Regions from separate parts of the Mus musculus genome. Here all the other regions are linked to region 1. The links are chromatin contacts, called in public HiChIP or PLAC-seq and promoter capture Hi-C maps. All regions are on one chromosome and are shown on one strand. The core of a region is the stretch at or near the end of the contact, and the rest is flanking DNA. Distances in the headings are between cores, read along the strand shown.

The links. Promoter capture Hi-C pulls out the DNA fragments that hold promoters and counts their contacts. HiChIP or PLAC-seq counts read pairs in DNA pulled down with a chosen protein or histone mark. Capture Hi-C pulls out chosen DNA fragments and counts their contacts.
Region 2: a contact with region 1 is called in an H3K27ac HiChIP or PLAC-seq map of extraembryonic endoderm stem cells, with 4 times the contacts expected there. The contact joins the promoter of Acat2 here to the promoter of Agpat4 in region 1. A contact is called at or near these places in 2 of 115 datasets of contacts at active chromatin or transcription factors (extraembryonic endoderm stem cells and memory CD8 T cells).
Region 3: a contact with region 1 is called in a promoter capture Hi-C map of the HPC-7 cell line, with 3 times the contacts expected there. The contact joins the promoter of Mrgprh here to the promoter of Agpat4 in region 1. A contact is called at or near these places in 2 of 39 promoter capture datasets (the 3T3-L1 cell line and the HPC-7 cell line).
Region 4: an H3K4me3 HiChIP or PLAC-seq map of bone marrow-derived macrophages shows a contact between it and region 1, with 4 times the contacts expected there. The contact joins the enhancer-like site here to the promoter of Agpat4 in region 1. A contact is called at or near these places in 1 of 39 promoter capture datasets (cranial neural crest), 3 of 115 datasets of contacts at active chromatin or transcription factors (bone marrow-derived macrophages, microglia and pancreatic cancer cells) and 2 of 9 other capture datasets (adipose tissue and liver).
Region 5: a promoter capture Hi-C map of adipose tissue shows a contact between it and region 1. The contact joins the promoter of Igf2r here to the promoter of Agpat4 in region 1. A contact is called at or near these places in 7 of 39 promoter capture datasets (the HPC-7 cell line, cranial neural crest, embryonic stem cells and 4 more) and 1 of 9 other capture datasets (adipose tissue).
Region 6: an H3K4me3 HiChIP or PLAC-seq map of bone marrow-derived macrophages shows a contact between it and region 1, with 6 times the contacts expected there. The contact joins the promoter of Airn here to the promoter of Agpat4 in region 1. A contact is called at or near these places in 6 of 115 datasets of contacts at active chromatin or transcription factors (bone marrow-derived macrophages, double positive thymocytes, extraembryonic endoderm stem cells and 3 more).

The regions. Positions count from the first base shown.
Region 1 is chr17:12,117,007-12,121,373 of GRCm38.p6, reverse strand. It overlaps Agpat4 (1-acylglycerol-3-phosphate O-acyltransferase 4 (lysophosphatidic acid acyltransferase, delta)), which reads right to left and starts at 2,090. Exons shown (of 9, transcript NM_026644.2): 1 at 1,959-2,090.
Region 2 is chr17:12,958,364-12,962,730 of GRCm38.p6, reverse strand. Acat2 (acetyl-Coenzyme A acetyltransferase 2) reads left to right here and starts at 2,006. Exons shown (of 9, transcript NM_009338.3): 1 at 2,006-2,122; 2 at 2,602-2,736. The coding sequence starts at 2,068. It also overlaps the pseudogene Gm15946.
Region 3 is chr17:12,873,620-12,877,986 of GRCm38.p6, reverse strand. Mrgprh (MAS-related GPR, member H) reads right to left here and starts at 1,953. Exons shown (of 1, transcript NM_030726.1): 1 at 145-1,953. The coding sequence starts at 1,112. The coding sequence ends at 147.
Region 4 is chr17:12,792,340-12,796,706 of GRCm38.p6, reverse strand. All of the region lies in intron 1 of Airn (antisense Igf2r RNA), which reads right to left. Among named protein-coding and RNA genes, the nearest start is that of Igf2r, 25 kb to the right of the region's middle. RefSeq lists an enhancer at 3,637-4,367. Within about 2 kb of position 2,281, at least 112 of the 459 cell types and tissues checked have an H3K27ac peak or open chromatin away from gene starts, as enhancers often do. A contact at or near this core is called in adipose tissue and bone marrow-derived macrophages, where this site is marked.
Region 5 is chr17:12,767,716-12,772,082 of GRCm38.p6, reverse strand. It overlaps Igf2r (insulin-like growth factor 2 receptor), which reads left to right and starts at 2,377. Exons shown (of 48, transcript NM_010515.2): 1 at 2,377-2,683. The coding sequence starts at 2,550. The region is part of intron 1 of Airn (antisense Igf2r RNA); the gene reads right to left.
Region 6 is chr17:12,739,191-12,743,557 of GRCm38.p6, reverse strand. Airn (antisense Igf2r RNA) reads right to left here and starts at 2,247. Exons shown (of 3, transcript NR_027773.1): 1 at 2,134-2,247. Igf2r (insulin-like growth factor 2 receptor) reads left to right here. Exons shown (of 48, transcript NM_010515.2): 3 at 3,152-3,276; 4 at 4,173-4,271.

The DNA of each region.
Region 1 (4,367 bases), core at 841-3,340:
CTCATGCTTTGGAAGGTCGGACGATAAGTCCATTGTCTTGTCCGGCAGAATGCTAAAGTAAGTTTGGCAAAATGAAAGTTGAATCATTATTCTGAGTACGTTTTTTTAATGTTCTGTACCCCTCACCTAATTCTCTTGTCTTTAACTCCATTTTTTTCTCTAGTTAGATTTGTTTGTTTTGAGGGTTTCTAGGGACGTTAGGCAAGTTTTCTACTACCAAGCAACAACCCCAGCCCTCTAATTTTGTGCCCTGTTCTTTAGCTCCCATTTGTAGAGAACTTTTGTATCTGAAATGCTTAAAATCTCTGGAACTATGGTCAGTTTTTAAGACCGAGATAAATAACAGTAGTGAGATAAAGAACATTCTAGAAACTACTGGTTCTTCCCGCTTCCACGTAGCCAAGAGGCTAGGGTTCCAAGCTATGATTGGGCTTTAATAACCTGAAAGTAACCTGAGGCCTTTTAAATTCTTACCACAGATAATCTCAGTAATACAGGACTCTATATTGGTACCAATAAGGAAGGAATTCTGGTACTGGGCATGCACATTAGAAGAGGGTCCATTATCAGGCTTGCTTCAGAGGTACTGAATATAAGCAGCACCCAAAACCACTAATGGGCCTGCCTTCTAAGCAATGAATTATTTGTATCAAGTTTTGTCCACCTCTGCTTATTACTGGGTAGGTGATAATTTCCTCTCGTGTCTTAGTTTTCTTCTGAAGGTTTGTTTTTTCCTCCCTACGTTGCACCAGAAGGATATCATACCTCTAACTTGGGAGTCTTAATTGTTTTTCTCAAAAGGAACCTTACCCACCCACCCCCGATATACAGAGACACACATGCACACATCCACACTACGTTTCCCTCCTCTTGAGATAACTTTTTCCCCCCAGTAGGAGATGCTGAGTGATAACTTCAGATGAGCAGATCCGTGCCAGGTTTGGAAAGACTAGAGGGTAAACACTGGGTAATCCAGGTGAGAGCACCACAGAACAATACCCTAGAGACCCAGCTGGGTAGTTAGCATTTCTTATGCTAACTGAACTTTGATTTGTGGCTAAATGAAGTTCAGAATAGAGCCAAGACTCGTTTTATACATGTTTAGACTTGTGGGTGAGCCTGAACAGCTGATAACATATTTACCAGTGTGAATTATCAGGTACTTTGCAACACTTTATTTCAATGCAGTATCCTCCTATAAAGAGTTAAATCCCCCTGCCCCTCTTAGTTTGTTCAATATCATGTCTTAAGAAATTAGTTAAGTTTCTAAAAGCTGCCCTTAATACTGGAAAGCTTCAAAAACATAAAAGAACTCCCTTTAAAAATCCCGACATATGATGGAGAACCCAGAAGCTTAAATTTAAGTAAATAAAGCGGTGATTACAAATGCCTGTTTCCTTGACAACTCCCCTCCCCCAGCCCTCCTGCGATAGGGAAAAACCAAAATGAAAACGAGAGGAGGGGGTATCTACAGAGTCACGTTGCGTTCCAGCGAGGCCCAGCCAGGCCAAGCCCAGGAAGGAAATACAAATAAATCAATTTAGATTGGGACTGTATTTTTGTGGAGTATATTTTTGTGGTTGTCATAGAAACACCAGAGACAGAAGAACGTGTTGCACGAAAAGAGAGCCCGTATATGTAACAGGAGCCATCGCTACACCTTCACGGTAGCCAAGAAAATGCTTCCACCCTGGGAGGGCTGCTCGCAGAGCCCCCAGAAAGCTCCTCACAATCTGGCACAAAGCAGTGGTCGCGGAGCCCCGGTGCTCCTCCCTCTGCCCCCACCCCCACCCCCGCATCATTCGCTCCAACCCCACCAGCATCCCGCTCCGAGCCTATCCCTTCCAAAGTACTAGGAAACCAGCCGAGCAGAGGGACCCCTGCCAGAGAAGGGCATCCGATCATCACACGCCACACCCCAGGAGAAGGTGCCTGGTAATCGTACCAACACCACCTACCTCGCTCCGGGCAGTTCTTTGCATTGGTGCTCACAAGCCAGAACTGCGAGGCAGGAGCCTGAGGTTCAGAAACTGCCTCTACTTTAGAGAAGCTGTAAGTCAGCCAACACTGGAAAGAAAAAGCGAGACTCCACCCAAAGGGGTGGACCCTTCGGGAAGGGAAAAAAAGGTGGTCCTCGGCTGACGTCTCTCCCCACCCATGTCACTTCCTTTTAAAGCTACGACTTAGCAGCTACTGGGAGGGAAGCTCGGACCCCGTGTAACATGAGTCACCCTCTCCTTCCAATGAGTGTAAAGAAGTGTCCAGCTCGGCCTCCTGTTGGAGCCAGATGGGGATTGGGATCGAGTAGTCACCCGCGTGGATAACAAAGCCATCCCAGTGGCCTGCCGCCACTCGCCCAGCTCAAGAGCCCTGTTGCATCCCCGTGCAAACAGCCTGAGAAACCTCGGCCTCCTGCCCTGGAAATTGCCCCCCCCCCCACGCCCCAAGTCCCCTGTGCCATTTCGTTTGGGGGTGGGGGTGGGGGGAAAACAGGATGAAAGCTGAAGCCCGCGCACTCTAGTGCCTTGCTCACCTCTCCTGGCCACCACTCCGCCAGCCCGGAAGCCCCTTCCAAGATCACGCCCAGCGTTCCCGAGACTAGGACCAACAGACCTAGGATGCCCGGAGCTCCTGTGGATGGATGCTCTCCTTCCAAAGCTGGGTGCCAGCGGGTGCCAGGACTGCCTACTCATGCTAGTGCGCACAAGCAGGCAACACACACATGCACATGACATTTACACTCTTGTTAAGTTAGCAAGGGTCTGAGCAGATTAACCGAACAGAGTCCTGAAACTTTAAGGGGGCGGGGGGGGGGCGGTGTTGGAAGTGCGCAAAGGCCAGGTCTGTGACATTCCTGGAAAGGTGAATTCAATCTCTGGGTGCCTAAAGTGCCCTTCAAATACGGGCTGTTCAAGACACTGTCGCAGATGTTTACATATTTACAGAAAGAATGCCCCGTGGTCGCTCTACTTTCTAGCGCGAGCAGTACTGAGAAGTTCCTCCTCCAGGCTGCAGAAGCACGGCAAATAGCTTGCCCTGCAGACAGGAGCCAAGAAGAAGGTACTCAAGAAGCAGGAAAAGGGTTTGGACTTTGACATCCTGAAGATCATCTAGAATGTGAGAGGAGCAAAGCCAAATGGAGTGAGGGTGGAGGGCATAAGGAAGAATCCAAACCGAAAGCCCATTTGTGGGGTGTAAAAATTAACTTGAACGGCTAGCAAGGGCTATAAAAGTTGTTAGTAAAGAGTTTCCTATAAGTACTGGAGAGATGAGGTGGCTCCGGGTTTAAGAGTGCTTACCGCTCTTGAATAAGTCAGGGTTCAGTTTCAGGCACCTGGCAGCTCACAATTGCCTTTAACTCTACGGAATCCATCACTCTCTGATGTTGGCCAGGGGCACCTGCATGAATGTGGTGCACATAAACTCACATAAGTACACACGCGCGCACGCATATACACACACACACACACACACACACACACACACACACATAACATAAATTACTCCGAATTTTTGTTCTTGGAATCCAATGTAATATTTAAGTTCTTGTTCTTGTTAACTCTAGCTTCTAGAACATTCAATCCCCTCTGGCCACATAGAGAAATGGTCTCAGCACCCCCTCTCCCCAGTAAAATTCTCTCTTATAACTTTTCAAGTTATATTTTGTGACTTTTTTTAAACATTGACCATACCATTTTATTTATTTTTTTTAAGATTTATTTATTTATTATATGTGAGTACACTGTAGCTGTCTTCCACACTCCAGAAGAGGGCATCAGATTTCATTAGAGATGGTTGTGAGCCACCATGTGGTTGCTGGGATTTGAACTCAGGACCTTTGGAAGAGTAGCCAGTGCTCTTAACCGCTGAGCCATCTCACCAGCCCATATTTTGTGATTTTATTGTTGACGGGAATCAATGAGTTTTCCAAAAATACTTTCCAGATAGTTAATTTTTTTTTCATAGTGGCATTTTGGGTGGAAATTTAATTTTAGAATTTGAGACTTGTTGCTGGATGTTGTGGAACATGCCTGGAGTCTCAGCGCTCAGAAGGCAGAGACAGGTGGATGGATCTCTGAGTTTCAGACCAGCCTGATCTACAGAGCTAGTTCCAGGACAGCCAGGATTGTACAGAAAAACCATCTCAAAAAACAAACAAACTAGTTCCAGGACAGCCAGGATTATACAGAAAAACCATCTCAAAAAACAAACAAACAAACAAACAAACAAACAAACAAACAATAACAATAATATCTGAGTCTTCCATAAATTTACATTACACTGATTATAGTTACAGTGAGTGATTTTGGTAAAAACAGCAGGAAATTAAAAATTTGACAATTGCAGCTCTTGCCCCAAGCTCAATA
Region 2 (4,367 bases), core at 757-3,256, 840 kb before region 1:
GCATAATAAAGAAAACTGGAGCCGGGCTGTGGTGGCGCATGCCTTTAATCCCAGCACTTAGGAGGCAGAGGCAGGTGGATTTCTGAGTTCGAGGCCAGCCTGGGCTACAGAGTGAGTTCCAGGACAGCCAGGGCTACACAGAGAAACCCTGTCTCAAACAAACCAAGAGAAAAAAGAAAAAAAAGAAAAAGAAAAGAAAACTGGAAACTAAGAGTTGTATGGTTAACGAAGATAAGATTAGGAATAAGAGCCAAGGCAGGATTTAGGAAGGCTTCCTGGAGGAAGTGAAGCCTAAGCGGAGGTCCAGAGATTTCTAGCTTAGCTAACAGAGCCTCACACCACTCACTGAGACGTTCTTCAGTCAAAAGAAATAAGCTGAAGAGGTAAACACGAGTTTGGGTTAGATGTCATAAGTTGTTTTTTATAGAAAGTTTAAATTGAGAGAGCCAGTCTGCTCACAGGCAACAAAATTAAAAGAAGGATTCCAGAGTTGTCAGCATAATGGGGGTAACTGACAGGATGGGGTGGACATGCTGTGGCATGTTGGGTGAGGGGCAGTGAGAGTAAGGCCACAAAGGGAACTGAAGAGTGGCCAGAGTAGTGGGAAAACAGAGGGCTAGGGAGGTGACACAGTGGTGATGAGCACTACTGCTCCTGCAGAGAACAGGGTTTGGTAGCTAGCACCCATATGATAGCTCACGACTGTCTGCAATTCCAGTTCCTGGGGTCCAGCATCCTCTGCTTGCCTCTGCAGACACTAGGCTCACATGCAAGGATGCATACATGCATGCAAGCAAAGACACATAAAAATAAATTATTAAGCCAGGCGTGGTGGCGCACGCCTTTAATCCCAGCACTCAGGAGGCAGAGGCAGGCAGATTTCTGAGTTTGAGGCCAGCCTGGTCTACAAAGTGAGTTCCAGGACAGCCAGGGCTATACAGAGAAACCCTGTCACGAAAAACCAAAAAGAAGAAGAAGAAGGAGGAGGAGGAGGAGGAGGAGGAGGAGGAGGAGGAGGAGGAGGAGGAGGAGGAGGAGGAGGAAACCATGGGAAGTCCCTTGCATTTCTTGGACCCTTGAGGAAACAGAGGACATAATCTAGAATTTAGCCTCATCTCTAGAACCTACTTTGATCCATCCACCTCTCTCAAAATACTATTTTTTTCAGGTTGCTTTACATTTCAGGAGGATATCCCAGCTTACCGGGTTGTTGTTGTTAGGTTTGTTTTCCTTTCCTACAATCTGTGGCGCAGTTCTCTTACTTCACTGTCCACTGTCCCCACTGAGGGCAAGACTTGCCTAGAAAGCCTTTCCTTCCACCACAGGATTCTGCTTTCCTAAACAGATGGCATTCTCTGTAGACCAGCAAGCTGCAGAAGCAAACCAGGATGACTCTCCTTTCAAAACACTGGGGACACTGCAGGTGACCTGTGATAGTGCTAGGGCTGGGACTGGGGGGTGGCCAGAGGGAGCCTGCAAAAGGCATGAGAATGACACAAGGCAGAGAGGTAAGTAGAGTCTGGCAGATTCTGTCTTTGGCTGAATAATAAGTCCGAGAGGATTGGACAGTAGAGATCCACTGCCCTAAGGATCTCTGTTAGCAAGGAGGCTACCCACTCAGAAGCTGTCAGCGCTGAGAAGAACCTTCAGAAGAAACGGGAGATGCCTATGTAGGAAAGGTTAGGCTAGGTTCCAGTGTCACCTGGAGGAAAGCCTTACCCTTGGACCCGACTCCACCTATGACCCCTAGACCGTCTGCACACCGCATCGCTCTTCGACACCCCTAGGCTGTCTACCTCCAACCCAACATCCCTGGATCCTCCACACCCCACCCTAACCCGACACACCTAGGTTGGGTAGACACCATCTACCCCATACCAAACCAAAGAGTCTCCATCTTACACAATTCTGGGACTTAGCCCTACCAGCTTCCTGCGCAGGCGTGAGGAGGCGTGGCGTGGAGGCCATAGCTCCGCCCCCCCCAGCACAGCCTGTCAGGCTGGAGGAAGTTTTACCTCAGTCGCAGACAGGACAAGGCTGAGAGCTAGCAGAGACCAGAGCGACAAGATGAATGCGGGCTCAGACCCCGTGGTCATCGTCTCAGCGGCGCGCACCGCTATAGGTGAGTGTCCCGCGAGGTCACTTCAGCCTGTGACCCTCCTTCCCGACATGATCGCGGAGACTCGGGCTCTCGTGACGGGGAGGGGGCGGCCGGCCACAGACTCCACAGCTCGCGGTGCCCCGCGCCTTGCCCGCGGACCCGCCCCTCGTGCTGCGATTGGCTCCTCGCAGTAGAGCCACCGCTCTGCCAGGCTCACCTATTAGATAACGTTGGGACGCGCTCTCTCTCCTGATCGCTGATTGGTCTGTTCGGCGGTGCACCATTGATCACGCTGTGGTGTCGGGGGCCCGAGAGATGGTGGTCTGAGCTGCTCCTCCAGGCAGGCCTTGGCTTTGGCATTGTTCTGGAAGTCACCATCGCCTTTGCCCGCCTCGGCTCCAGCCGTTTTTATTTGGAATGCATGTGACCCCTTCTCCCCCTCGGTGGTCCTCAGTGTGCTCTTGGTTCAGATTCCTTCCCTCTTCCCCATTCCATTGTAGGCTCCTTCAATGGTGCCCTGTCCACCGTGCCTGTCCACGAAATGGGGACAACTGTCATCAAAGAAGTCCTGCAGAGGGCCAAGGTGGCTCCAGAAGAGGTGTCCGAGGTCATATTTGGACATGTCTTGACGGCAGGTAACTCCTCAGTAGCCCAGGACAGATCTGGTTCACTAGAAACAGCATTTATTTATATGTGTGTGTGTGCGCGCACACACACCACCACCACCATACATTGCTTTGCTTGGAGTTCTCTCTGCTAGGATTCTTTCTGTCCCTCCTCCTTCCTCTGGCTGAAGTCACAGCTCCTTTACAAGCCTTTTCGGTGAGTGATCTTAGACCACGGGACTGTATCGCCTTTGCATTGTTAGAAGCACAGCAAAGTATTCACAGTCCTCCACATACCCCTAACATGTCACACAGTCAATAAAAGTGTGTGGGCCTGGCACTGTGCCACAGCTGCGAGTGGGGCTGCAGCAGAGCAGCTCTACCCTGGTCCACTTTGTCAGGAGATCAGCTGTCCCTCACTCCAGGGGACTGTCCGGAGGAAGGCAGGAGAGTCTAAGAATGCTTCATCATAGCTCTGATTCCTGCTGGGCTTGGAGATCAGTGACTACTGATGTTGATGATTGGTTTGGGGCCTGGGTGTATAGCTCAGTGGTGAAGTGTGTGGTTAGCATGCATGTGGTCATGAGTTCCCACTCCTGCCCTGCCCTGTGCTCCCTCAGCACACATTTGAATCAACTGTAGAGAAAATTGTTAATATTCAATACCAAGTTCTGCTCTTACTCTGTCTGAGACCATTTGTATGTGTGCCAGTTGAATATTGTTTTTTGAAACATTTGGGGCTAGAATTGTTTTGACATCAGATCCCCACCTCCTAGATTATGCAACATCTGTATATATATATATATATATATATATAAAGGATCATTGTTAGAGAACTTGGTGTCACAATCTTTATCTCAAGAAACCACGTTCAGCTAGTTGTCCTTCATATTCTAGGTGGAACAGCAAAATGGATAGTAGAAAAGGGAGCTTTATTTAATTTGGTTAAATTGGGAGGAGATCCAAGTATCCTCCTCAGGTCCATCTTCATACTCCAGAAGTGAGATTAAACTTTAAATAGACAGCTGGAGATTCGCACTTCTAAACAGTCAGGTCATGTTATGGCCCCACCCCCTGCATTGACCCATTGTCTGGGTCTCTATAGCAGGGTGGTCTGGCAAGTCCTCAGAGTGTGTGGAATCTTTTTCCCTGGAAGGAAAGATCTCCTTTGCCTTGTACCAGGCTTCAACTTGTTCCTTCTCCCAGCATGTGATTCCAGTCTTTGAGGAGTTCATTGTTTCAGTCGTCTGAAAGAGCAAAGAAGCCAAGTGTCTCTAAGAAGTATCATCATCTTTTAGAGAGTAAAGAGATTGCTCAGCTCTAAGGAGCACTTACTGTTCTTATAAAGGGCCCAAATTTGTTTCCTGGCACCCTCTTGGATTCTTACAGCCTTCTTCACTCTTCCAGGAATCCAGAATCTAGCACCCTCTTCTAGCCTCCATAAGTACCAGGCACCCTCAAACATACATACATACATACATTCATTCACGAAAAACATTCATACAAGTAAATATATATATAATATCACCAGACTGTGGTAGTACACACCTTTATTCCCAGCACCCAGGAGACAGAGGCAGGTGGATCTCAGTGAATTCAAGGCCAGCCTGGTCTACCGAGCAAGTTTCCTGGACGGCCAGAGCTGCGTGAGAACCCTGTCT
Region 3 (4,367 bases), core at 704-3,203, 760 kb before region 1:
GCCTTATTGTCATCTATTTCCAGGAGGAATGAAAGACTTTAATCATAGTGAGCCACCAGGTGGGAACATAGAGAAGGGCTTTCATAATAGTGTATCCACAGAGGATAACATCAGGCATCCTTCCTTGGGGATGTCCTAGCTAAAGGTCATGAAGGCAGCGAGAACTGTGTCACATTCTCCCTCGAGGCCACCACTGGCTTTTCCTCGAAGACTTTCTGCAGTGCTTCTTTTAGGGACTTCCTACTCCTCTTCCTCCTCAGGCTGCCTACCACAAAGTAGACAATTGGGTTGATGCTGCAGTTTATAGTGGACAGCATGTTCAGGTAGGGGAGGGAGTCCCATACAGAATCATCAAGAGAACTAGAATAGTAGCCGATGATAAGCAACACCTTCATGGGCATGGCGAAGACAAGAAACAGGATGACCGTGGTCATGATGATCACATAGAGCTTGGTCGGTTGACGTGGCTTCAGGTTACAGCAGACTTGGATGAAGAGGATCAAATTAGAGAAGATCATGAGAGGAACGAAGACCAGGAAAGTCAAGATACAGGAGAATATGTACACGTATCGGCATTCTGGGAATTGGGGCTTCACTTCCAGAATGCAGAAGAAGTTTTCCAAACCAGACACGAGAACAGAGAGGGCCCACAGCAGCATACAGGCCACAGCGGACTGGTGTTTTGGGCGTTGGCACTGGTACCAGATTGGATAAAGCACGGAGAGGCACCGCTCTACGCTGATGGCCGTGAGGAGGTGGAGCCCTGTGTTGTAGCCAAAGATCATGAAGAGGATGGCGTAGCTCTCTAAGGTCATATTGTAGATGTGAAAAGTGTTCACTAGCTTCATGATGGACGAACAGAGGAGGACCATGAAGTCTGCAATGGCGAGATGGAGGATGTAGATGGTGAATGGCTTCCTCTTGATACAGAAGATTAGGAACCATATCAAAAGGCCATTCCCAGCCAGTCCCAGGGAACAAATGACCAGGGAGACTAAGAAGTAAGTGTGGTCATCCGTATGCTCTGAAGACCAGGTGGTTTCATTTGGGGTTTTGTTTCTGGTGGGTTGTGTGGATTCCAGAGGATACAAGGTCATTGCCAATGGCTCCATTCCAGGAAGATGGCTTTCTCTGTGGCCTCCTGTGATCAGAAACAGAAGGTGGTGACCGGCGCCATCTGTTCTGCACCTCAGAACGGTTTTGTATCATGGGGAGGCTTCTCTCCCATGCTGAGGGACAGGGACGCCAGAGTCCCCCGCCCTCTCTCCTCATCTTCATGCCCTGGCTCATTCCCCCTTTGTCAGCTCTCCACTCAGCAGACGCTACTGAAATGTCCACATCCCCTCTACTAACACTAGGGCTGACTCCCAGCCTCAGCCTACAACAGTTCCTCTTTGGTCACGGCTCTCTGGGAAAGCTCTCTGTGTTTCTTATGTCTAGGAGTTCTTACCAGAACGAGGTGACAGAATTAGGAGTTTTAAAGTGATACATGGCAATACATTGAAATGATTTAAACTGTGGCTGGGGACACAGCCCCAAGAAAGGAGGAGGCTGCTGCTCTCCTCCTGCTGCTGGTTGTGGTTTGTCAAGTGGTTGTGAGCAAAGTTGATGAGAGGAAGAAACTGGATATCCTGACAATGGAGATCAAACTTGCCTGTAGGAACTCGGGGTCCCTAATCAGCAGGAAGTAGCCTAATGAGGCCAACACCTCCTTTCCCCTCTAACCTTCTTTCTTGCCTACCCAGTGCTGTGGGGTTTGAAGGAATGGAGGTGGAGAAGGTGGTGGGTAAAAGAACCCAATAACGTAGCCAAAAAGAGTGATTGATTACATTTGCAGCCCACTGAAGGATGAGAAAAACTCTCAGTGGGGCTTTCCCCTCCTTTCTCTTTTCCCCATGTTGGCCTGGCTCCACTTGTGGTCCTGTCAGTACTTGGATCTGTGCGGTGGTTCTTGGGTTTCTCTCATCAGCCACCAGCCTCAGTGGGTAGTGAGAGTGTTGCTCCACCCTACCCTGGAATGGCCCACCAACCGTCCGTCCTCTTCTTTCTAAAGCAAGCAGAGGACTGTCTCAAGCTTTTCCCTGTGACCTGTACTTGGGGTTTAACAGAGGAGGGAGAACGCAGGAGAGGCAATTCTTTCAAGCCCCTGCATCCCAGGCAACCTGTGACTTTGTCCTCCTCAGAGCTCTCCCTGATCTCTCTCTTCACAGCCAGATCTTCTCTTCCCGTTGATGAACCTAGCCTGCCTCAGGGAGGGAGTGTCTCAACAACTTCTGTGGTTTTGATAAAATATATAACTTTTATGGATGAGAAAAGTAAATTAATTTCACAGACTTTGGAGAGGTCAGAAGGAAGAAAACCAAACCCACTGGCTTTCCTGTTTGACCACTCAAAGATAGCTGCTTCCTCTGTTGTTTGCCTTGAGGCAAGGTTTTGTTAAGTAGCACAGGCTAGCCTCAAACTCGGAATACTCCCATCTCCACTTCTTGAGTGCTGCAGCTAGCAGCTATAGTAGGCATGGGCCACCATGCCCAGATGCATCTTATTTCTGATTGACACACCATAACGGTACACATCTGTTGAATGCATGGTGATGGTTGAACACATGTGAACCTGTGCAGTGGTCAGGGTGGGTGGCATCTGTCATCACAGACGTTTGCTATTTCTTAGTGTTGAGGACATTTAACATCTGCCCCACTATCTATCTGAAATAGTCACCTGATCATTATGTGTGCATGTGTGTGTGGAGGCCAGAGGTTGACATCTGGTGTCTTCTTCCTAGCTCTCTATTTTGTCTGCTGAGGGAGAGCATGCTGGTTGTAGGCTTTTGTCAACTTGAACCAAACTAGAGTCATCTGGGAAGAAGGAATTTCAGCTGAGAAGACGAAGCCATCAGATTGCCTGTAGGCAAGTCCATAGGACATTGATTGACAACTAGTGTGGGAGGGCCCATCCCACTGTGGGTGGTGCCACTTCTGAGCAGGTACTCCTGGGAAGAAGGGTAATCAAGCAAGAGCCCAAGAGCAAGACAGCAAGCATTATTTCTCCATGGTCTCAACTCCAGGTTCCTGCTCTGAGTTCCTGCCCAGACTTGCCTCCATGATGGTCTGTCTACTGTGAGATGAAATTAACCCTTTCATTCCTGTGGTGCTTTTGAAATAGAATAGAAAGCAAACTTAGTGGGGCTGGAGAGATGGCTCAGTGGGGAAGAACACTGACTGTTCTTCCAGAGGTCCTGAATTCAATTCCCAGAAACCACATGGTGGCTCACAACCATCTGTAATGGAATCTGTGACAGTGTACTCACATACATAAAATAAATAAATAAATAAACAACTTAAAAAAAGCAAGGACTCAGGGTGTCTCACTGAACCTGGACCCCCTCACATTTTCAAAGAAGCGTTTTGCACACAGAGCCATTGCCACAGCTCTGGATTGCAGATTACAGAAACATGCCAGTCCTCAGTCTGGCAATTCTCAAAAGTATGGTTCTCAGAGAGTGCTTGCTTATCTCTCACAAAGCCCTGGATTCCACCACATGCACTGGCAATAGTGTTTTATAACTATAATCTCAGTATTCAGGAGGTACAGGCAGGAATCCCAGAAGTCAATGTCAATGTCATACTCAACTCACTAGCTTGGGAGTTAGAGGCTGGTCTAGGCTAAAAGAGACCCAGCAGCTGTGCACAATACCTGCATAAAATCAAGCCACTTCATTCTAGCATGGAGTGGGGAGGGGCTCACTACCCCTTGCTGGAGAGCTAATGATAATAGATGACTGCTGGATGAGGGGGAGCCAGCATTCTTTAAGGTGATGGCCCCTGGTAGGTCAGTTATGCTCCAGTGACGGTCTCATTCTCCTGCGGACAGGTCAAACTGGACTCCATGAGTCATTAAAAAACAAACAAACAAAAAGGGCACAAAGTTGGGGTGGGGTGGGGGTGAGGTCCTGAGAGGGGGTTAGGTGAGGAGTAGGGGTAAGTATGATAAAATTACATTGTGCGCATATGAAATTCTCAAAGAACAATAGACAATATTTTTAAAAGGTTGCTTTTGGAAGCAGCATAAGAGAGAACTTGTACAGAGAAGCCCCCCCCCACTTTTTTTGATCATTCTCAAAAAAACTATCTAATAGGGAAAATGATATCCAGAAGTTTTTACTGGCAGGCTTAGCACTTAGCAAGGTGGTATTTCTTGGTATTTTGTTTCTTCTTGGACAGAATGTTCTGGATGCTTTGCTCATATTTTCTCCTCTTGGGAATTGGGGTCCTTGCTGGCCTATGAACATGCATGGGTTTTTTTCTATGGCCTTTACTGGTCTTCTCCAGGTGCAGCCCAGACCCCCAGTTTCTTCCCTCTCTTTCTCT
Region 4 (4,367 bases), core at 1,032-3,531, 680 kb before region 1:
ACTAGGAATGGTGGCATGGCACTCTCCTGCAACCCAAGTCACAGGAAGACAGAAGCAGGAGGGTCACTAGTTTGAGGCCAGCCTTGGCTTGACAGAGCCACTTGTCTAAAAATAAAAAAAGTTCAAATCTAAATTACAAGGCCCAAAGCATGCATTTGTTATAATAAGAGATACAATGGACTGGGGTTGAGACACTTTGGAAATCAGGCAAAATCTACTGAGAAAGGTGGCACTAGAGTCCCTCTAGGGAGTCACTATACCTTCTTGGGAAAACAGGGCATGGTGGGCCTGCCTGAAACTTCAGCATGTGAGGGATAGACACAGGCCAATCAGGAGTTGGAGGCCCGTCTAGCACACATGAGACCCTGTCATAAAGACAAACCAAAGGAGGCACATAGGAGGGTTCTAGGTAGAAACCTGTGGGTCAGTACAAAATTTTTGGATCAAGTACCACTATCCCAGTCATAGTACATAATTTTTTTCAGCTCTTTGAGGCAGAGTTTCTCTGTGTAGCTCTGACTGTCCTAGAAACTTACTTTGTAGACCAGGCTGGCTTAGAATTTACAGATCTGCCTGCCTCTGCCTTCTAAGGGCTGGGATTAGAGACGTGAACTAGTCCCATTGCCCAGCCTAGTCAAAGTATTGTATTTGTAAAATACTTGGACATAATTTAATGCACAAGTGGAAAGGAAGCTATTATGATTGGCTCTTGTGTTTTCTTCCCGCATCCCACAGGATTGTCAGGTCTGTTTACACACACACACACACACACACACACACACACACACACACACACACAGATAACCATACCCCCACACACACTCACATTCACTCACCCACCCACACCGGTGGCTTTAATGAGAAGGGTTATTTAAGATTATTCTGATGAGTTTTGTTTTAAAATTCAGTGTTCAGCAGGTAAAGGCCCTCACCACCAAACCTGATGTGGGCGGAGAGAACCAGTTCCTGTGAGGTAACCTCTGGCCTCCACTCGAAAGCTCCAGGTGGGCACATTCCCCTCCCCCAGCAAGATAAATAAATGTATGAGTGGTAAAACACTGATTGACTGAAAGTGAATAAGGGAGACAGGAGGGCGTCTGGGAAAGAGAGTGGGTCTGTTCTGCCTAAGCCAGGCGCTAATCCACAGCAGGGTATTGTTTATCTGTCTTCAGGAATCTGGAAATGTAACTAGGAACATCAGAAAAACCTCTCAGTAGAGCAGAGTCGACTGAGAGGTTGACAGCAAACTGGGGATCTGTGATGGTGTTCAGGAGGCACAAGGGAAAGAGAAGCGCACAGAGGCAAGGACAGACCTCAAAGGATGCAGATGCCTCTGGAACCCTGTAGCTTGAGGTGAACCTGAGATGAGGTTTTTCATCTGGAAGTGTCCTGACAGGGACAGACTGTTTGAGGACACCTTAGCAGTTTTGCCCAGTTATGGTGGCACACACACAGGATCTCAGGAGATAGAGGAAGGGAGATCAGGATTTCAACACTGTTCCCAGCTCCATAGGGAGTTCCCAGGCAGTCTATGTATCTCAAGTCCAGGGCTGAGACTCAAACCCTGGTCTCTTTGAGCACTAGGAAGTCTACCACCTACCTTTTTTTTTCCTTATTTTTTTAAAAGACTTATTTATTTATTATATGTAAGTACACTGTAGCTGTTTTCAGACACACCAGAAGAGAGTGTCAGATCTCGTTATGGATGGTTGTGAGCCACCATGTGGTTGCTGGGATTTGAACTCAGGACCTTATGAAGAACAGTCAGTGCTCTTAACTTCTGAGCTATCTCTCCAGCCCTACACCTCCAGCTCTAAGTGGGTCAGACCTCCTGAGGCATCTCCAGTGGCTGGGGGAGGCCTGGTCTGGAGGCAAAGACCATCAAGCAGCTATCCTGAGGGTGGCCTCGGAGATGGAAAAGAATAGACCGCTGATATTTTTCCTTGCCTGTGCGAACCCCGCGATGCCACATCATATACCCCTACATCCATTGCTTCTGGGCCCCATTGAGACCAGTTCCGCCCGTTTGTACAAGTGATTATTAACTCCACGCCAGCCTCAGGAGTCTTTTCAATATTTTGTGGTCTTGCTTCTGTTTTTCTTCTGCCAAGGACTGCTCACTCCATGGAAATCTTGGTTAACCGTAAGATCTTGCCAGAGAAAGCGAATGCCTTCGGGCGAACACACCCAGGAAAGCTGGTCTCTCTCCTACGTGGCTAGGAGCCTCCAGGAAGAGGGCTCCCTTGTTGTGATTGAATAGTATCGAAGCTGTTTTGTGTCTAGTTGTTAACATGTGTCTGCTTGCTTTCACCTAACATTCCAGCGCTGAGAAAGGCCCAAGTCCCATCAGTCTTGGCAGAATCTGTTCAAGATGCTTTCCTCATTTAGTAGTGAGAAAGGGTTGGGTGGAGGCCAAGGTCACTGGGAGACTCTCCCCTGGTGCTTGAGAGAGCTTCCTGCCAAGATTTCCTATCCCCTTTGGTGGCAGATTTGCTGTGGGAACAACCTCACCATCTGTACGGAGCCTGCAGATAGAAAACACACAGGACATGTGGGCCTCCCTGCCCCAGGCCTGCACGAGCTGTAATCGACACCCCTGTTGCCTGCTCTTGGGAAACAGGAAGTCTGAAGGAGTGCTTGTGGTTCCACTGGGCATTTCAGCAGCTCCGGGACAGAACCACTTAAACAGTCAAATGCAGCTCCCAGGTGCAGAGCAAAGTGGCAATCGGCAATAGCTGCTTGCAGGAACCATTTAGTACATAGCGATTTCAAAAAAAAAAAAAAAAAAAAAATCTTGGGGATGGAGAGATGGCTCAGCAGCTGCGAACACTTGCTGCCTTTGTAGAGGGTGTGCACATTAGCTTCCCAGGACCTATGCAGTGCCTCTCAGTGGCTTGCAACTCCATTTCCAGGAGCTCTGAAGCCCCCTTCTGGCTTCTATGGTCACTGTGCAAAGGTGGTTGGTGCTCATAACCCCCCAGAGGCTCACACACATAGTCAATGAATAGTTATTTTAAAAAAAAAAAACAATAGAACATTGTCTTTCTTTTCCCCCCATGAAACTGTCTATAGGTCTGTTGTGGTGGAACTATTCCACCCTTGCTTGTTGAGGAAATCATTTTTAAGAGGAATGAAGACAGGCCGAACTCATGTAGACCCAACCAGAAGAATGTATTATAAGGATTATGGGTAAAGTTTAATTGGAAGAGTGCTGACCAGGCTTGCATGTACCACATAAACCAGGAATGGTGGTACATGCCTATAATGTCAGCACTTGGGAAGTGGAGACAGGAGGTTAGAGGTTCGAGGTACCTCTTACTACATAGCAAGTTTGAGGCCAGTTCAGGTTACTTGAGACTCTATCAAAAAAAAAAAAAAAAAATCCCAAAGGCAAGATGGTGAACAATATGGAAAAAAAGAGAATTTTCTGCCTGAAGCGATGAACAAAGTCCACGGACTCTCACAATAGCAAGGTATGCCATTCAGGGTTTAGGTTTTTTTTGTTTTGTTTTGGTTTGGTTTTTTTTTTGTTGTTGTTGTTTTGTTTTTGTTTTTATTTTTACTTCAGAAAAATACCAGGATTGAATCAATCCAACGGGGGAAAAGTTTACTTTTGCATCCTGCTTAGGACTGTTCTTCCAAGGTCTTGCTGGGTACCAGGATGACTTATCTGAGCGTCTACACTGTTGTGTGGCAAGCCTGAGACACAGCTGATGGAGATAAGAACTGTAAACGTGTCAAAATGGAGGAAGGGATGAGTGAGCTGGTGGGACGGAAGAAAAGTGGATCAGAAAGAGGATTCCCTTGAGCCACCCCCTCCCCCATTCTGTTGTTAATCTGACATGGGTGAACCTAGGCTAGCATGGCCCCCTCTGTGGGGGACCAAGGCTAGTGACACAGGTCCTGTGCCCTGATCCTGGCTCTCATCCTGCAGTCTCACAGGCTGGATGCCTTGTCACTTTGCCTGTTCAAGGTTCAGCACGTGCCTCTCCAGATGGCCACACCCTGCCCAACCCTTGAACTGTGTTCCAGAGCCAACAGAACTGTGTAAACAAGAGCAGCTGGCAGGCTCCTGCTTCTCATGGTTTCTGCTCTGAGATGAGTTTTCTAAAACGCCTCTGGAGTCCAATAGTCCTGGATGTGACTCCAGACTCCTCCGCTTCCTTATTCTACGTTTTAGGCAAGCGGCTCAAACTTCTTGGCATTGTCGGTGCTAATTGTTGGTCCCTGAAAGGTTTCATCGACTGTCAACCCCCAGGCTACAGATTGCTGATACCATGTAGATTTGGACAAACTGAATTGGAGTTGTGATTTGTAATTCATCCCTGGTTATAGGATGGTTGCAAGCAATACAAGTTATGAAATAT
Region 5 (4,367 bases), core at 1,128-3,627, 650 kb before region 1:
TAATAACATGCTAATAGGTTATTGAGACCTTGTGACTTAATAATTCTGGAACCTTTCGTTTAGTATGTTGAATATGCCCTGGTCTATGGTGAGAAAAGGGGACCAATGGTTAATCTATGGCACCCGAGCTTTTCATTGTCACGAGGTACTTTACAACTCTGTAAGTTGTAGAATACTGTTAGTAAAATATCCAATTGTTTGACTTGAGAAATTAAAGCTGTGTCTGAGTCAGATAAGTATTTGATTTTTAACCAACCCTTTATCTATTGGCTAATTTCTCTTCTGCATTCCCAACTTTCCGTTGTCTGTATTAGGGTTTGTTTGTTTGTTTGTTTTTAAATTCCCTTTGAGTCTGTTTTAACATGATCTCAGTTCTTACTTGAATAACGTAAGGGATATTTTTTTGACACATCAATTCTGTACCTGTGAGGTGGCTCTGTGCTTTAGAACTCCGCTTCACTGAATTTTTATGGCATCACTTCAAGAAGAGATAATGAAGTCTTTTTTTTTTTTCCCCTCCCCAAATTTGTGATACCAGCTGCCATGGAACACTCTGAGCAGAAGCAGCTTGGGGAGGAAAGGGTTACAATGGCTTACATGGCACGTCACAGTCCATCACTGAGAAGACAGGAACTCAGGGCAGGACTGGCTTACATTCCACGTCACAGTCCATCACTGAGAAAACTCAGGACAGGCACTCAGGGCAGGACTGAGACAGGAACTGAAACAGAGCCACTGAAGAATGCCGCTTACCAGCTTGCTCTTCCTAGCTTCTGCCCAGCTTGCTCGCTTACACAGTCCAGGATTCCCTGTCTAGGGGATGGTACTGCTCACAGTGGGCTGTACCCTTGTCGCTCAATTTTTGATCAAGAAAATGCTCCACAGACATGCCCATGGGGCCATCAACATGGAGACAACCTCAGACAGCTCTGGGCTGTGTCACATTGAGAGCTGAAGCTAACTAGGAGATGCCATCAGATCATGAATCAATGAATGGATTACTTCATTGATCAGGTCACAGTCTTCGTGATACAACCACCTCTCAATAATGCCATCACCTGGGGACACAAGACTTCACCAAAGGCTTGGTTTATGGGGTGCTCCATTTCCAAAGCCATCCAAAGAAAATGTATTTTGGGGATGATACTTTGAGTGGAAGTTTACATTCTGGTTCACAGCTAACTCTTCATTTAGCGGTTTTCTCACTGACAACACTTGCCTGCATTAGTTCTAACACTAGAGAGGACAAACATGAACTCCAGCTTCTATCAAGGGACTACTCCTGTACCCCTGACCCTCAAATGGTCCTTCTTCATCAGGAACAGGCCATCCTCTTCCATCCAGCAGGCAGCTCCTGGAGGGATGCACGTGGAGTGAAGGAATGGAATATCTGCCTAGCTAGTAAGATCAGTTGACCAATCCTGGTGTCACAGCCAGATTGTCTTCCTGCCCAGTGACCTCTTCTTGGTTTCTTGGTAATAACAGCGGACCTGGCCACATTCAGCCAGCCTGGCTGGCCAGCAAACATCGGAGATGCCCTCGTCTCTGCCTCCCCACCAAAGTTCCAGGGGTTGGGTGCTGGGGCTTGAGCTCAGACCCGCAGGCACATTACAGTCTGAGCCATTTCCTAAGGCTCATTTACTGTACTTTCACTAGGTTACCGCCTTATGTAATATGGATGCTGCATATTATCTTTACAGAATAATAAAACTTTGTAACAGAGGTGGTGGTACACGCTTCTAAACCTAGAACTCGGTAGGCTTAAGTAGAGGGATCTGAACTCCAGTATAGCCTGAGCTACATAGTAAGCAATCTCACGCTAAAAGTTTTTTTTTGTTTGTCATTTGCTTGTTACATTTTGGTTTCTCTGCACACTGCATATTAGTCCACCAGTCACCTAACTTGCTGTAGAAAGCCCTGCTTGGGAAGTCACATTTCCACAGAGCTGCTGTGAGGCTCTCCGGGGCATGAGTCGGAAACTCCCACGCGGGATTCTAGAAAGACTGACCTCTTAACCCTGCATCCACTTGCAACACTAAACATCAACCTGGGCTTTTCCACCTAACTCCATCTCGGCCACCGTACTGGTCTCGGTTGAAGAAGAGAGAGTTAGGAAGCGCTCAAGCGCAGACGCAACCTGGGTGCTGGACGGGGAAACTGAGGTCTGGCTCTGAGGCGTCACCCCTCGCCGCGCGTGAGCAACCCTGGGGTTGTCAGGCCTCGAGTAGGTACCTGGCGCTCGTGCCCGGCCCGCAACACTTCCTGTCCCGCGCGCGTGCGATGCTCATGTGACCCGGGACTGGGCGGAGAGCACCTGAACGAGGACGTCACGTGAGCAGGAGGCGGGGCGGGGGCGGGCCGACTCAGGTCACGTGACGCTCCGGGGACGGCCACGGAGCGCCTCCTCGTCGCACTCCCCCCTGGCTCCAGTTCTCTCTCCTCTTTCTCCCTCCAGCTCCCGTTGCAGCTTCGACTCCGCTGTGGTGGCGCGACCGTGTCCCAGGCGCGGCTCCAAACGGCCAGCCGCCGTGAGCCCCACGCCACACGCGATGCGGGCCGTTCAGCTGGGACCGGTGCCCTCCGGGCCGCGCGTCGCGCTCCTGCCGCCGCTCCTGCTGCTGCTGCTCCTGGCGGCCGCGGGCTCCGCGCAGGCCCAGGCCGTCGACTTGGACGCCCTGTGCAGGTGGGTGTCTTGCGTGGCGGGCGCGGAGCCCCGAGGACACGCAGACCTCCGCCCCGCCCCGCCCCCGCGGGAAAGTTGCCCGCGTGGTGGCCGCGGCGGCGCAGGAGGACGCGCCGCCGTGGCACTGGCCCCCGGAGCCCCCCGTGCCCGGCCACTTGTGGCTGTCATAAGTCGGGCGGCTTTGTGCGACTCCCGGGGCCCGGTGTGTCCGTCGGAAGTTGCAGGGGGCAGAGCTAAGGCTGGGCTTTTGTCCCGCTGCACGTTTCCATTGAAGTTCCAGCCGTGGGGCTTCGGAGGCGTCCCCTCTAGTGTGCAGTCTCCAGGGAGTGCGAACCCACGCGATGCTCTTGGAGTTGGGTAGTGGTGGTTTCAACTGCAGATTGACCCCTTCTGTGGCAACTCTCAGTTTTCCTTATTTAAAGTAGCCATTTGTCAGTGGTTGAAGCTTTTTCTTCTTTTGACAAGGGTTGAGAGGTGGTCATCTCTGTAGGCTTTCAAGACTTTACCCTTCACGTCTCTCAGTTAGCTTCCTGTGTGGTTGCTCACATGATGTCATTGTCTCCAGAGTAGATTATTCTAGTGGAGTCTTCTGCTCTGGGATCCAAGGTTGTATAATTTCCAGTCCTGTCGAAGTTTGTTGGTGTTGGACACAGACTTGTGGGCCTAGGGAACTTCCAATACCATTAGTTTGGAGACAGGCCTCCTCTGGGCTCTTTAGGGTGAAGGGAAACCAAATCTTTTCTTGTTTTAAAAACTTTGATAAGAAGGAAGCGGGAAGAGAATCTTGAAGCCAGCTTTACCCTTGACTTTCAAAAGTGACTCAGAATGAGACGGGGCTGAGCCAAACTTGATGTTTCTAATGGTAGTCCAGGCTCTTTAGTCCTTTGTATCAGAGAGTTTTGTTCTCTCACCTGGAGTTAATAATTTGTAGGACTTGTTAGTGTAAGAATGAGCTGACCAGAATTCTATTTCTCATTTTGGAGAGTATTTGGAGGGAGACACTGCTGCACTGCGGCTTATAGACCAATTAGCTGCCCAAAGATAGATTGCTGCCCCGGTAACTTCATGATATGGAGGAAGGGTGCCCCTTAAACAATAGTAGGCCCAGGGGGGAACATTTAGAACAGAAAATTTTGGATTTAGGGCTGCTGTGACCAAGAATTAACACAGCTGGTCTAGTGCTGTGGAAGTCACGGTCTTGCTAGATAACTGGAATTTGTTTCTTTTGAAGGCGTTGGTACAGGGGATCCAACCTAGGGCCCAGGCATGCTAAGCAAGTACTCTACTACAGACCTGCGGCCTTTGCCTTAGAATTCACTTTTTTTTTTTACACCATTATTTTTAAAGTGTGTGTGCGCACATGCGTGTCCATTGTGTCTGCCATGCAGAGGCCAGAAAAGGGTCTCAGAGTCCTTGGAGCTGGAGTTACAGGTTGTGAGCAGCCTGCGTGGCTGCTAAGAATTGATCCCCCCCCCCTCCAAAGGCCAACTCTCTAGCTATAGTAGGTTAATTTCTTCGAAAAAATTAAGAGAATATTTTTTTATTCTATGTGTGTGAGTATTTTGTTCGAATTTATGTCTGTTTACCACATACCTTACGGTGTCCTTGAAGAAGGCACCAGATTCCCCTGAAACTGAAGTTACAGATGGCTGTGAGGCTCCACGTGGATGCTGGGCATTGAACA
Region 6 (4,367 bases), core at 998-3,497, 620 kb before region 1:
ACCAACCCAGAGATGGCACCACCCACAATTGGCTGGGCCCTTCCTTATTGGTTACTAATTGAGAAAATGCGGCCTTACAGCTGGATTTCATGGAGGCGTTTTCCTCAATTGAGTCTCCTCCTTCTCTAGTGACTCTAGCTTGTGTCAAGGTGATCCCAAGATGTACCAGCCAGTACAACAGAGGAGGTGGGAACAATGGCCTGATTAATTTTTTTCAGGGTTTTGGACCGAGTGATAAGAACTACTAAGGCTTTTTAGTAACTGAGAATAGGAGTGTTGTGATGAGAACTGGTGGGTTGTTAAAAGAGCTGTTTGTAGTAGCCACTTAGCAATAGCCTAAAGACCGTAGTGGGTGGGGTACCACGTGGGTGGTAGGCATGAGGATAATAATTGGTCCTGGTGACAAAGTCAGAAGGGTCTCTCCAGGTTCTGAAAATGGGACCAGACTAGAGGGAATAGGTGGGCCCAGATATAGAATGTCACTGAGAGGTCGAGGGTACGGATATGACCGGACAGATGGCCCATCTTCCATTAGCCCCATTGTCTGCAGCTCAGACAAGCCTTGGGTTAAAGGCACTCCTTAGCACAATGGCCAACTTGATTGCATCGAATACAATGTACAGTCCCTTGCCCAGATTTGCGCTGAACCCTAGCACAACTAGGCAACATAACATGAAACCTGAATCCACTCGAAATGCGCTCTGAGGGTCCAACCCTTTGAACTCTCCCTTTGTATAGAATATGGCACCTTCATGTGCCCCTGAGCACAGCCTGGATAGTGCAGAGCCCTCTGAATCCTCCTGTCCGCTAGTGGGGCACCTTCATTTGCATGGCCAATGAGGAACCCTAATCTTGCGCAGGAGTGTGGCACCCTCATGCATAGCCAGGATAGCGCCAAACCCTGCCCTTCCCTCCGTCTCCTGCAACGCGGCACTTTTGAGCTTGCCTCTCTTGCAACGTGGCACTTTTGAGTTCATCTCTCCTGTAACATGGCACTTTTGAGCGTTGGCCCTGATCACAGAACCCTTCGAATCCTCCCCTTGTGCAGTTTGCACCCTCAGGATACCTCGGAATCCTCCGAGCCGTCTCTTCCCCTCCCCTCGCGCAACTTGGCATAACCAGAATCACAGCCCAACCGGAATCGCATTAAAACCCTCCGAACCTTTGGGCAGCGCGGCACCGGGGCTCACGCAGTGCCGCGGAACCCTCGGAACCCTGCCCTTGTGCAGCTTCGCACCCTCAGGATAGCTCGGAACCCTCTGAGCTTTCCCTTCCCTTTCCCTCACCGCAACTCAGCACAACCAAGGATCACGGCACAACCGGAATTGCTCCGAACCCTCGGGCAGCACTGCGGCGCAGTGCCGCGGAACCCTCTAAACCCTCCGAATCCCCTCCTTGTGCAGCTTTTCACCCTTAGCCTCTCTCGCAACTCGGCACAACCAGAATCGCAGCACAATTGGAGTTGTGCTAAAATCCTCTGAACGGGGGGGGGGGGGGGGGGCAGCGCACACGCCAGCACCCTGGCTCGCGCAGTGCCGCGGAACCCACCGAACCTTCCCCCTGCCCCGCAAACCGCGGATCAGGTCGTGTAGAAATCCTCCGATCTCCACCCCCCCCCCCAACTCTCCAGCAGCGTGGTGCCCTAGCGCGAACCCCTGCTCCCCTTGCGCAGCGTGGCACCCTCGTGCTCTAGATCGCCCGTAAACCCCCCCCCCCCCCAGTGCAGCAGTCGGCCCGCGCTGGACGCCCCCCTCCCTTCTCCTCTTGCTGACGCGGCATGGCGGCAGCGCGGCTTTCGGCTTTCTACCGGCCCTATCGGCCCTCGTGTAGTTCAGAACACTGGTGAGCAGTGGGGCACCCTAGTGCTGAGTTTTCTTGTAGCCCAGAAATCTTCACCCTAGCGCTGAATCTCGCGTAGGGGAACCTTTGAGCGGCCTGGAACTCTTGGTCGGAGCCCTCGAGCTGCCGGATCAGTGGAACCCTCACCTCGCGTAGAGCCCTTCCCTCCTGTGGAACCCTTCCTTTGCGGAATCCTCTAACGCGTGGAATCCTCCCCTTGCAACGGAATCCTACCCTCATCTGCAGAATCCTCCCCTCGCATTGCCGCGCTTCACGCGGGGAACCCTAGCTTACCTCAGTTCCCCAGGATGTCTGCGTGGTAACTGGCGGTGCTGTGCTTCTTGCTGCCCGCTAGAGCAAGGAGGGATAGATATAATGTTGAAGCCTCGGCAGGGGGTGGAGATTATTAAGTTCCGCCCCAACTGTGTCACTTAATCCCCCCTGCTCAGCCCAACCTCACCAGGCTTTGGCTCCTCCTCTTGCTCCAGCCTGGAGCCTGTGTTTTAGATGGCCTTACAGTCCTGGAAGTGTTTCTATAAATTGCCTGCTGAGCAGGTCAGAAAGATTTAGAGGAACACCAGAGAGACCAGATATTTCAAGCAGACTTGAATAACAGATATTACGGTTATGTTTCTTCTTCTTCTTTTTAAAAGCTGTTGTCTAATTGAGTAGTCCTTGCTTGTCTTGAACCCCGAGAGAGATACACTTCTCTTAGTCTTTCCATTGCTTGGATGCAGAGTATGCAGTGCCACTCCTGTGAAGGTTTTCCTGACCACCAAGCCACCAAAAGCATAGTTTTACAGGACATAAACAGGCAGTTCTCTTCCACACAACTCAGTTGCCAGTATTGGTTCAAAATTTGAGACTTACAGTTTATTTTAGGCACATTTAAGCAAAGCACAATTAAAAAAAAGTTCTCTGGTTTTAATTAACTCCATCCCATGTGTTCAATAAATCTTTACTTATGACTACATTGATTCTTTTGTGAGGTTCAAGTGAGTCTTCTGTATAGATAGATTCTATAGATTAAGGAAGTAGGCTCATGGGAGGAGTCTGGGGGAAGCAGGCTCATGGGAGGGGTCTGGGGCAGCTGCTGTGGCCTGGCCTTACAGAAATAGCACAGAGGTCACCAGGCTATTAACCACCCCTGCCCCCAGCCTCCTGGGCTGGAAACAGGTTATCTACTCTCCCTTTGAAGAGACAACCCTGCGTGTTTAACATTCCTGGCTTGCCTAGTGCTTATCTGTGAGAAAAGAGCCTACGTGCTTTTATGTTTGTTCATTGTGTGTTCATTCTTATCCTCTCCAAACAGGTGACTCACTTTTGAGAAGTTCAGCCAGATCACTCCTGGAATTCAACACCACTATGGGCTGCCAGCCTTCAGATTCACAGCACAGAATCCAGACTAGCATTACATTTCTGTGTGGGAAGACCCTGGTGAGTGGGGCCCTCTTCAAGCTCTTTGTTAAGAACATTTTCCCCTTCTGGTGTTCTTGTTACAGGAATTCTGATCCTGGAGGACTAAATGGTCAATTTCCCCCTCCCCCCAATTTATATTCACATCACGTCACTACCACCCAGAACCACCAACTAAATGTGTCTTAAAGATGGTGAGAATTGGAGTGAAACTTGAGTTAGGATGAATGTTAATTTTAGACCAACCTATAACCACACTATTGTGCAAATTGAGATCTTAAAGTCTGTTTGTGGCAGCATGAACCATGGAGGTCATGTTGCAGAGCAAGCTAGCTGCTGATTTACTTCTGTTGATTGTTCTTAAGAGCTTGGTGTTTACTGTAGGAGAAACAGGACTTGGAGGTGAACACCTTGGTCTTTCTCATGGGCTGGGGAAGGTAGAAGTTAACTGTTGCTCTGCAGGGGTTAACTAGAGTTAACTGGTCTGGTTGCCAGAAGGGGCTGTCTGGGGTGGGATCTGGTGCCTCTGCCCAGGCTCTGCTGCTCGTGGGCTCCTCGGGGACCTCCTTACAGGATGGATGAAGTCATACTTTCTGGCCCTGATTTTGCTGTTTTTTGGTTCAGAGACCATTTGGCTCTTGAGAAGAAGGCGAAGGATAATTTCCCATGAGTTTACTCTGCTTGTGGAATTGGGGCAGCTGGGCAGTCAGTTAGACAGGATGTCTGGAGACTCTCATCTCCCAACTTACTTTTCTGTTTGGGCGGATATTCTTGGTGAACTTGTTGAAGTAAGGCAGTTATGTTTCCTCTTGTTGCACCCTTATTTTCAGGAGATTTTACAATGTTTCAGGTTTAAAAACAAACTTGTATTACTGAGTGGTGTGTTAACATTCTTTTTTTTTTTTTTTTTTTAATAGGGAACTCCTGAATTTGTAACTGCCACAGACTGTGTGCATTACTTTGAATGGAGGACTACTGCAGCCTGCAAGAAAGACATATTTAAAGCTGATAAGGAGGTAATGGGGTTTGAGACTATTTGGTCATGAAATCTACTCTGGAGAGCTTGAAAGTCAGGGTGTGGATTCTGCTGGGGAGGAGGTGAGAGAGGGAAA